2 separate regions of the Drosophila melanogaster genome follow, and region 1 is linked to region 2. The links are chromatin contacts, called in public Hi-C maps. All regions are on one chromosome and are shown on one strand. The core of a region is the stretch at or near the end of the contact, and the rest is flanking DNA. Distances in the headings are between cores, read along the strand shown. Region 1 overlaps Svil (Supervillin). Region 2 overlaps zormin (zormin,).

Region 1 (4,809 bases), core at 1,770-4,269, 290 kb before region 2:
GCTGGGCTTACCAGGCACATTTAATGGGGTTAAGTGAGTTATGATTATTTCAACGATAGAAGGAGGCAAACATGCAGAAAAGGAACTCCAGGACATACACACTCGCACGCCCATGTGGTTGGTTTATTTATGGCACAGCCCTCCTTTACTTAACCACATTTTGAGGTCCTTGGAGCTGAGCTGCCTGCCAACCGAGTCCCGGCGTAGACAAAAAACAAATTAGAGCCGGGTGACATTTTTATTGCTATTTAGCCTGGTGTGCCAGTGATTTTCTGTGTGTTTGTATAACGAGAGCAATGCTCGGCTTCTAAGGTAAATGAACTCTTTGTGGAGAATTTTTCTTAGCTGAAAACCTTATTGTTGTGACTGCTTTAAGTCGAGGCGAACACTTCCGTTGGCCAATTTTCAATTTTCAATTACCCAAGAATCCACAGAGATTGACGACATAAATCATGGCTCGAATCCCACAACGACAAACGGATCGATAGCAGAGTTTTAAAAAGAAATATGTACATCCCATGGGCCTCTATACCCTGCGACTCCCGACCTAGCTTAAATTACCCGACGAAATCATACACCTCATTAGGCAAAAAAGGCCAAACATAATTATGAAAAAAAAGGACCCAAATACAAAAGCCATAGAACACAACAATAAGATGCCAAAGCAAACTCAGGTCATGCAGTTTAATGTCCTTTTTACGCCACAACATCACGAACCGATGGAGGGCCACAAGAAAAGTTTGAGCAGCTCCTTGAATTGGTTTCATTATGCGGCCACGACTTTCCCTTTTTGTTGCTCCTATTGCCGTGAGAAGACTTTCGGCTTTAAGCTCTAACTTTTCTATTTTGAATGGGGCTTAGGCTCTGAACCCACGAGACAGACAAATTGTAAACAGAATTTCATACACATTTATCTATACGTCCAAATTTTTTCCCAACATGCCTAACTTTTTTATTTGTTTTTACACTTGCAACTAAGTTTGAGCTAGGCAAGTTTTTTGGTTTCTACTTTGCCCACTAAAAAGTTTTTTATTCACTCTGTCTGGTTTGCATTTCTATTTAAAATTAGGTATTTCGTTCATGAAAAGTTTTCAGAAAGAATTAGGGCTGTGCTTTTGAAAATTCCTAAAATAATAAAAAATTCTTTCTGTGATTGCCCACTAATTTAACTTTAATATTGTAACTTTATACTCCACATTAATCCCTGGTGCAATTTATTTATTTAGCTCAAAAGTATTTAGTATCCCACACTTATTTGACGTACTCTTCTACAAAAATTTAACACGGGATTCTACATTTTGTAAAGCGCCACCTATCTCTGAAAAAGCACAAACAACTAGCAAAGACACAAGCCAACAGAAACAGCTTTTCTTTCAAATAATTAACGCTTCTCTGAAAGTAAATGATTTTGATTGAACTTAAAGTAACATCTGAAAATTCTGTAAAAATATTTGAGCAAATTTGCAATAATATATTAGCGATAATCCATTTTAGCGGCGGCAACAACATTTAAATAACATATTCCTTACGATTGGCGAATTTTGATTTTTTATTACGAAATGTGTTAGTCAATCATGAAAAATTAAATGGGGCAGGAATAGGAAACTCAAACTACACACAAATATAAATAAATCAAAAGCATTAGCAACGCAGTAATGGAAACTAAAACAAAAAGTTGTCAGAATCGTAGATTGTTTTTTTAAATAACATTTTATTAATATTTTGCATTTGCTTCATGGCTCCTGCTTCCATTTGTCTGGTAAATTATATAAACATTTAAATTATAGCGAAATAATGAATGCTACGTAAGAAATGGTTCGCTGTCAAACTTAAACTATTAAATTTTGAGCTGAAAATATACAAAGAGATTTTAGAAAATATGTTATCATTAGTAGATGGTAAATTTCATTTGTCTTAGTTCATTGGTAAATTATTTTCGAATTTCTCGTTCATGTGCTTAACATTATTTTGGAGAGTACATATGGTGGATTAAGTATTTAATTGAATAATTAATAGAGCATTATTAAGTAAACGTATAAAAATCATTGGCACAAGTTGCAGTCAAATTAACAATTAATTAAGAAGGAAAACGAGGAAACTGTGTTAAAGAACTAATTTGTTTTTACCACGGTTAGATAGCATTGATGAATGGTATAATTTTCGTTTGCAATTGCACAGTGGGTTTTAAAAAAAATATAATATGCATAACTTTCGATTCGTATAGTATATGTAAATTGCACTTAGCATAAAAGTTGAGAATACTTTTGGTTCTGCGAAATAAAAGCTAGTTTAAACATAAATGTACACAATTGTATATAACCTAGACTAATTACTGTAAGTGGAAATTTTAAGTGCACTTTGTGGCTAATTTATAAAAAATCATAATTTTCTCTCTTTCCAGTTTCAACCATAATTACAACAAACAATATAACAGCAACAACAGTCGGGCCATAAACGGCGCACTCAGGTGAGAGCAATTGCAATAATGATAATCACACCAATTACGATCAGGCACAAAGTGAGCAAATCGTTCGGTGTAATCAGGCCCACAGTGCAGGCGACAAATACGTGCTCGAGTGTAGTCCAACCGCCCCGCGTTGCACCACCAACTGCTGCAGCTGCCTCTGCCGCCGCCGCCTGTGGTGCCACAGTTCGCACCTCGCCAAAAACGGAAAGAGCCTTGCAGCTGGTGGACGGCCGTTCATCATCATTAGCGGGATTCGCCGGAAGTCCTTTGCACCGACGACGATGTGTCTGGGTCTCAGTTACACTGTTTTCCTCTTCATCTACCTTCTCTTCACTGCCTGCCTGCATCTCCTCGTCGCCTTCATCGTCGTTGTTCATCGATTTAATGGCTTCGTTGAGTGACTCTGATTTAATTACTGGCTCCACTTGCGTTTCGTAATTCACTTTTAGTTCGGAAATGCTCAGGTTAAGTTGTGGCGTTTCGTAAACGATGCTCTTGCGCCGTGTGAACGGCATTACGGAGTCGCTATCGTCAAGTTCTAGTTCCTCCAGCTGGTCATATGAAATTTCGTTAAGTCCAGTGGCGTTAAGTTCTGTGGCATCAAGATCTATGCTGTCCAACTCGTTATAGGTTTCGTTAAATTGGCATTCGCTCTTTTGTTCGTCGTCAAGTCGACTTTCGTCAAGTTCTGTGTTCTCAAGTTCTAATTCGTCTAACTCGTCAAATGAAGCCTCAAGCATTCTGTCTATGATTTCCGATTCGTCCAGTTCCGTTTCGTCTAGTTTAAAGTGCATCTCATCAAATGCAGATTCGTTAAGTAAGCTTTCGTTAACCTCAATTATAGCGGAACTTAAGCCATCTATTTCATCTGTCGCTATTCGTTGCAGCGCCTCAGTGGTTACATTGTAAACCTCTTGACTCAGACTAACAGTTTCATTCAGGTTCAATTCTTGAACTACAGATACCAATTCTCCGCTACTCTCTCTAGCAATATTTAAAGTGCCCCCACTAAGACTATCGTTAAGTTCTATTTCTTCCCGTAGACTCTCCTCTAGCTCTTCTTCTGTGGGTAAAGGTGGAAAGTCTTCTGTGTTCAAACGATCAGCATCTCTTAAGCACTCCGTGTCCGTCTGCTCCTCATCCGTTGATTCCGAAGCACTAATGGAAACCTCGGATACGTAATGCTCCCTCACTTGAAATCGACTATTGTAAGCGGTCTGCAGTTCCAGGGAGGAATTCGCATGGTTAGCCAGGGGATAATCCGTGAGACTAACATTCCCAGAGTCCGGATTGGACGAGGTCTCTTCCAGAGAACTCAAAGAATCGAATTGAGTTAAAGCAACATTAGCTGCTCCTTCCGGCAGGAGACTTGCCTCTTCATTGCGATCCATTACTATGCGAATCTTGCTGGCATAAATCCTATTGAAGTTCGGCGACAACTTTAGCGTGGACTCCACCTCCTCGTGATCCTGCTCCGGAATCGTCTCTAGCTTATAACTATGGCTACTACAAGTGCTAGCATTATCGTTAGAGGTTGGATGGGTGGTTGAGGCTGAGGTGGAGGTGCTAGTAGTAACATCAAGTTGAACATTCATAACGGGATTAGTAGCGCAATTAGCTGAATCGAGCTGGGCGGGATTAGTAGTATTGGCATTGGCATTGGCAGTATCATTGGCGTTGGCGGAATCGGAATCAGGCGAACTCGGGGCCTCAGTGGTGGCGGGATCATCTCCGTTACCTGTGGCATTATGCGTCTGCCGACTGCGACGCTGCTGTTTCGGTTGCTCCTCGATGCCAAAAATGGCGGCCAGCTCCTCGCTCGAGTTGTACTGTGAAGGTGAGGATGTGGAGGAGCAGGAAGCTCCCCGCTCCCGGTTCCTGCCCCTCCGATCACCCACTGGCGTCAACTGGAGGGGTGGTGGCGATACCGACGGGGCGGATGGCTTGGACTCCACACTCGGATTAGTAGTGCTACTGATCGTGTTGCTCTGGCTCGTGCTCATCGTATTGGTGCTAATGGTGGTGCTCTGCGGTGTGGACTGCACCTCGTACGAGGTGGTGCTAAAGGTCTTGATCGGATCGGTGCTTGGTGCATGGCAATCACTGCTCTGCGACTTGATGTAGTCGCTGGAGGAATATGGATTGAAAGAGGTGATGCTCGAGGAGAGCGGACGGCTGGCGCGCGAAGGACTCGACGACTTGGCCAAACAGTCGCTGCTTGAGCTGAACGAACTGGCGGTGGTGCTCACATTGGGTGGGAAGCTCCCGCTGCCACTTCCACTCGTCAGACTGGGGGCAGTGGTGCGCTGATCATCGGTGGTCGTGGTTGAGCTGCTGCTCTT
Region 2 (5,292 bases), core at 1,160-3,659:
CTGTATATTTTTTGTTAGTTTTGAATCCGAACTAATCTCAAATCTTATACTTATAATTTTTAAAATCATTACATTTATATATTTAAGACAAGTACCATATCTTTTTTATGTTTACTTTTAAGTTTTTTATTTGTAAATTTGTCCTTAATTTAATCACCACCCAGGAATCCTTCCTTTTATTCGTCATTCATTATAACGCGTTCATAAACTTTGGGAAATGTATTTTCCCTTTTTTTTTTTATCGAAACCTAACAACTCCCAACCATCAAGTTATACTCTATCGTGTATGTTTGTCTGTAAACTGTAATCAGGAACCAAATGCGTCGATCCCAATACCGGTTTGATATACTTCAAGTATGATTTTGGCTATGAATTTGGCATTCTTTTCCCTGGCGAGGGTCACAAGTTTGTCAGTAGCCAGTGGAACAGCAGTGGCAGCAGCAATAGCAATGCCAAGCCAATCCAAAATGGACGTCACTCCCCATATCCATTGAAACTTCCCCCCGGAAATGAGCTGGTGATTCCTGTTCAACACGAGAGATCCGCTCAAGGATATAGTTCAGATAACGAGGTGCAGCGAAGAAGTCAGACCAGGAACTGGTCGACTACCAAGCCAATGGCCCCACGAACTATCAACAGCCACAAGCGCTATAGCCTGCCCAGTGGCCACAGCCTCGACATCCATCTGGATCGCCTGCATGCCCAGGCACCTCGGTTGCCTCCGGATCAGATGATCCGCACAGGTACTGAAGCAATCAAAAATCGGAAAGCTGTCATCAGATGAAAGCCATCAATCAGAACGGCTTACCGCTATCGATGTTGTCAATTAGTCTAGGACAAGTTTATGTTGTGATCGCGATTGTCGCTGGCTCAGAGATATGAACTAAACTAGTTAATCAAAACTAATTAATTAAAAATAGTTCATATCTTTTGAGCCTTTAAAAAAGGCAATTGTGGCTTTGTGCCCTTGTGATTAACACCCAAAATGTCATCGCCTGTGTAAATAGGCAGGTCCTGTTGTTCTAACCACCAAAATTCGAAAAAAGCATGCTAACCCGATGAAATTCAGCTTGCCGCCTTGTTTTTGCATGAAATTTGCGTTTGTTTGCGTTTTATGTGTTTAAACTTTAAAGTGAATCGTACGTCGGAGTGTTTGTGTTTCGTGCTTGCCGCGTGCTAATCCCACTAATGGATGCGCTTTGAAAACGCTGAGCCAGAGATTCTAATGGTTTTCCCACACTTCAGTGCCGGAGCTGCCCAATACGGAACCCGTCAATGCGCATCTGAGTCGCGATGAGCTGGCACAAAGGCAGCCATTATTCATAACGGTAAGCCAGAGTCATTAACCCACCACGACCCACGACGTGTCCAACCGGGAATACTGAAACCCCACAATTTCTCTCCCAATTCCTCGCACTTCGCTCCGCCGCGGATAAATGGACAGCCGCTGAAAGACATCGCGGTCGGAGTTGGAGGCACGGCGCGCTTCGAGTGCATTGTGCAGGCTCATCCGCAGCCGCAGGTCAACTGGACGCACAACGGCGGTCTTTTGGAGTCGGGTAGCAGGCACTGCATCGAGTACCGGAACGGCGTGTGCCGGCTAACCCTGCCGCAGGCCTATCCGGGTGAGTACGGCGGACAAGCTGGTCAGCCAAAGGTGCACAGAACCAAATTGTGGGCACTATTTACATGGAGTATCTAAGACCTGCAGCTAACTGTGAACCAGCTGTGCTTTTGTTATATGAAGCTACTATCATTATAAAGTTAGCTGAAAGTGCAATCCTTGAGATACTGATAGATTGAGATACATTTCATGTGCAATTTCCCCAACGCTAGAGTTCTACACAATTTCGTTCTGTGTACAATCAAATCGGGCCAGCTCATTAATCGTTCTACCTTCTCTATTCCTCGCTTCCTCCTGAATGAATGGTTGGCATCCTCTGGAATGGCTCGGAATCCGGCAGATGACAACGGCAGCTACGCCTGCACCGCCATCAATCCTCTGGGAGCGGCCACCACCAGCGGAAATTTGACCGTTTCGAGCACAAACCGCGGCTTTAGATACTAAACTTGTTTAAATGCAACTATTATTATTATTATTATTTGCTTTATGATTTGTTCAATGCCAAAGTTTCGCCTTATTGTGTGTATGTATTTATTGCGCCCCCGCGTCACTTATTCGTCTTGTGGGCTGATGATGGACTTACAAAATGTCGCCCAAAACAACCCATTATACATGCATACAACAAAGGAATATAGTATTACTTGTGTTTTTGTCGAAAATGAAATAAACAAATATTTAAACGAAAAGGAACGTTTTTCATGGGATTTTTCCTGCTTTTCCTTACTCAGCTGATCGTGAAAAGCTCAATGGTGGCGCTCTCTACATTTGGGATCGAACCATAATTTTCGAAAAAGCTGGGTACGCATATTCGAAAAAGCTTTCGAAATCTTAAGACGTTAGATGGCGCCAATATCGTGGATATTAGAATATTAAAAAAGTAGGATACAATTTTAAAAAATATAGCACATTAGCCACCATTTCGAAAATTAAAACTTAAAGCCAAATAAGATTAATTACACTATATAGTGTATTTTTATTTTAATCGATCCCTTAGATCTTTTAATTCACCAGATTGATTTTGACATTAATTTTGTTTTGCTTTGATCTCTTTTCAAGATTAATTTTCACTTTATATAGCAAAGAACTTTTCAAATTAGATTTCTAAATGAATTACAGAATTTTAAAGTCCCATTTATCATGTTAAGCTCTTAGTCCATCAATTAATTTCAGTCATTTGCTTTTCATTACTCATTGCCATATAAATGTTTTAACTAGGCCAAAAAACTACATTTAAAATCGGGTCAGAAAGTGATTAAAAAAAAATTTGAAAGGCATCATCTGAACAAATGTTTGGATATGTGTGGAATAAAATATTTTGAGTGGGCGGCTGACAGTCCGAACGTTTCGCTTTTGCTGCTCGCAGATGATTTATTTGCCTTTCGGCAAATGTTTATTTATCTAATTTTCTCGGCATTTTCTTTTTTGTCGCGATCGCTTGCCAAGAAAATCACTGGCGAGTAAAACGCGCGAAATGCGAAATATTCAACGAAACAAAAGGGGCATCGCTGAAACTCGGACAGGCCAGACATAAACACTCTCGGCTGTCAAGGTAATTGAGTACACATGGGCCCAGTATATGTAGGCCTTTGCGAGTCCTTGACACTGACACCAAACACAAATCACCGGCAGTGTTGCCAACTAGTGCAACATGGCAGAAAGTAGCCAGGGCAAATAGGATTTAATGCTTTTTTGTTAATTATGCAAATAATATTGAAACTATGTCCTTGGGTTCAATGATCCTTGGGTTCAATGAAACATAATTCTTAAATTAATTTTCTTGGGAAAACCAACTATCTTATCATATCATAGCCAAAACTAGATGGACACCAACACAGAGCCTGACTTTGCCACTCACTTTGGGGCATATGACACACTTCTGCCGTTTCTGCCGTTGATTAGTCGCCAGTGGCTGGTGGGTGGGTGGTCTCTGGCTGACTGGGTGTTTTGGGGGGTTCAAGGTCCTCCTCCTCCTCCTCCTCCTCCTCGCCTGCCAATCTGCCAATTCTAATTGTGTGCTTAGTGCCTGGCCAGAGTGTTCGAGTCATTAGGCAGCGGTCCAAGAAACAAATTAGATCCTACTCAGAGGCCAAATGCAGGCACTCATTGAGTCATTTGCAGCATCATCATGGCCAGTTCTTAGTGCATCTTTTACGAAAATATAATGGCGCGGTAATTTCGATGAGATCGGATTTTGAATGCGAACATATGGCCAGATATTGCACCTTAATGATTCAGAAAATTGCTTACCGCACCGATAAAACGCTGTCAGATGTATGTATGTGCATATATTATGAAACTATGTCAAAATAAAATTCGAAGCGAAAATATGAAAAACATCTCGCGTGTGGCGTTCTTCAATGCGAAACTGAAATATTCGGGCCGTGTCCGGCTGTTTAGTATATATTTTTTTTTTTTCATTCGTTGTACCTTTTTATTTTTTTATTTGGCACATTCGCAAAATTTCCCTCGTTGTAGAGCAAACACAAATTCTGTGTATCGTGTGGCAAATATTTTGCCAGTGCGAATAGGTAAATGTTATTTCGCCAGATTCCAATACCCAAAGCCAAACATTAACGCTTCTACGAATGCGTTTTTAAACTGCCTGGATTTTGGGCACCAGTGCCAGAATATGTGCTACATTTTGACCACCAAAGTGTCCCATCCACATTTTTTTGTGATGAGTCTTTGCCGCAGCTACAAAAACATTCGCATTGTGTTTTTTTTCCCAGCTCTGTGTTTTCCTAAATTAATTGGGTAATTTTCTTAAAATAGCAAATGAACTCAGCGCAACAAGTCACAAACCAATTTTCCTTTGCCACTTCAGAAATTCGTTCATATTTTCTTAGTTTTTCCTTGTTTTGTTCAGAAATTTGTGGATGAGGAAACAATTTGGTGATCCATTAGATGGGATCTTTCTGTGGGATCCAGTTGAGTGGTTTATTATGATATTATATCAAATTGGTCAGGGACATGACAAAGGCGTGGTCACACTTTATATAAATGCATAATAATCTAGATTCTTTAGCATCGTAACAGACCTAATGAGCTGCTTACTAAGTATATCCTTATGCTAACTACGTAGTACCGACGAAATATAGATATTATTTGTCTAATACGATTAATATTTTTCTGGCAGAGGTTTCCGTATGACCGCCGGCGCACTTGCCGCAAATAAATTTTAATAAGACTGTTTCCGCTTTGGTTTCAGTCAAATTTTTTGGGCTGGCACGACAATCTATAGGCACATTAGCCAAACGTATAAACATATACATATATGTTTATAAACTGGAAAAGAGCCAAAGGCATTCGAATCCGATACTATAAAGTAGTTGGGATGCTCGTAAAATTGTTTTCCTCACACCCACGGCCAGCAGAAAAATGTAATAAACCAGCAGCAGTTCGAGAGAGAGAACTAGAGGAATTGGCCCAAAACTGCGCAGATGTTGGCCAAAACCATTTAGCACTTCAGTTCGCAAACATGAAAACATTCAAACACGAAAATATTTTAATGTCTATATGCATAGATTTAATCTAATTGGGCGCAGCAAGCTGAGAGACTGGCGCCCTGAAAGATCCGCGAACTCAGTTGCATAATCCCCGATGACAGGCCGCCATCATCTTAGGAATGGGTTGGGTTATCTTGGGAATGGGATCCGAAACATCCGCGC

The links. Hi-C and Micro-C count contacts between places; a contact is called where the count stands out from the background.
Region 1: a Hi-C map of the Kc167 cell line shows a contact between it and region 2, with 1.7 times the contacts expected there.

Annotation. Positions count from the first base shown.
Region 1 is chr3L:2,405,996-2,410,804 of dm6, reverse strand. Svil (Supervillin) reads right to left here. Exons shown (of 19, transcript NM_001299990.1): 2 at 4,206-4,809. Among named protein-coding and RNA genes, the nearest start is that of CG32299, 17 kb to the right of the region's middle.
Region 2 is chr3L:2,119,633-2,124,924 of dm6, reverse strand. All of the region lies in intron 15 of zormin (zormin,), which reads left to right. Among named protein-coding and RNA genes, the nearest start is that of sls, 6.7 kb to the right of the region's middle.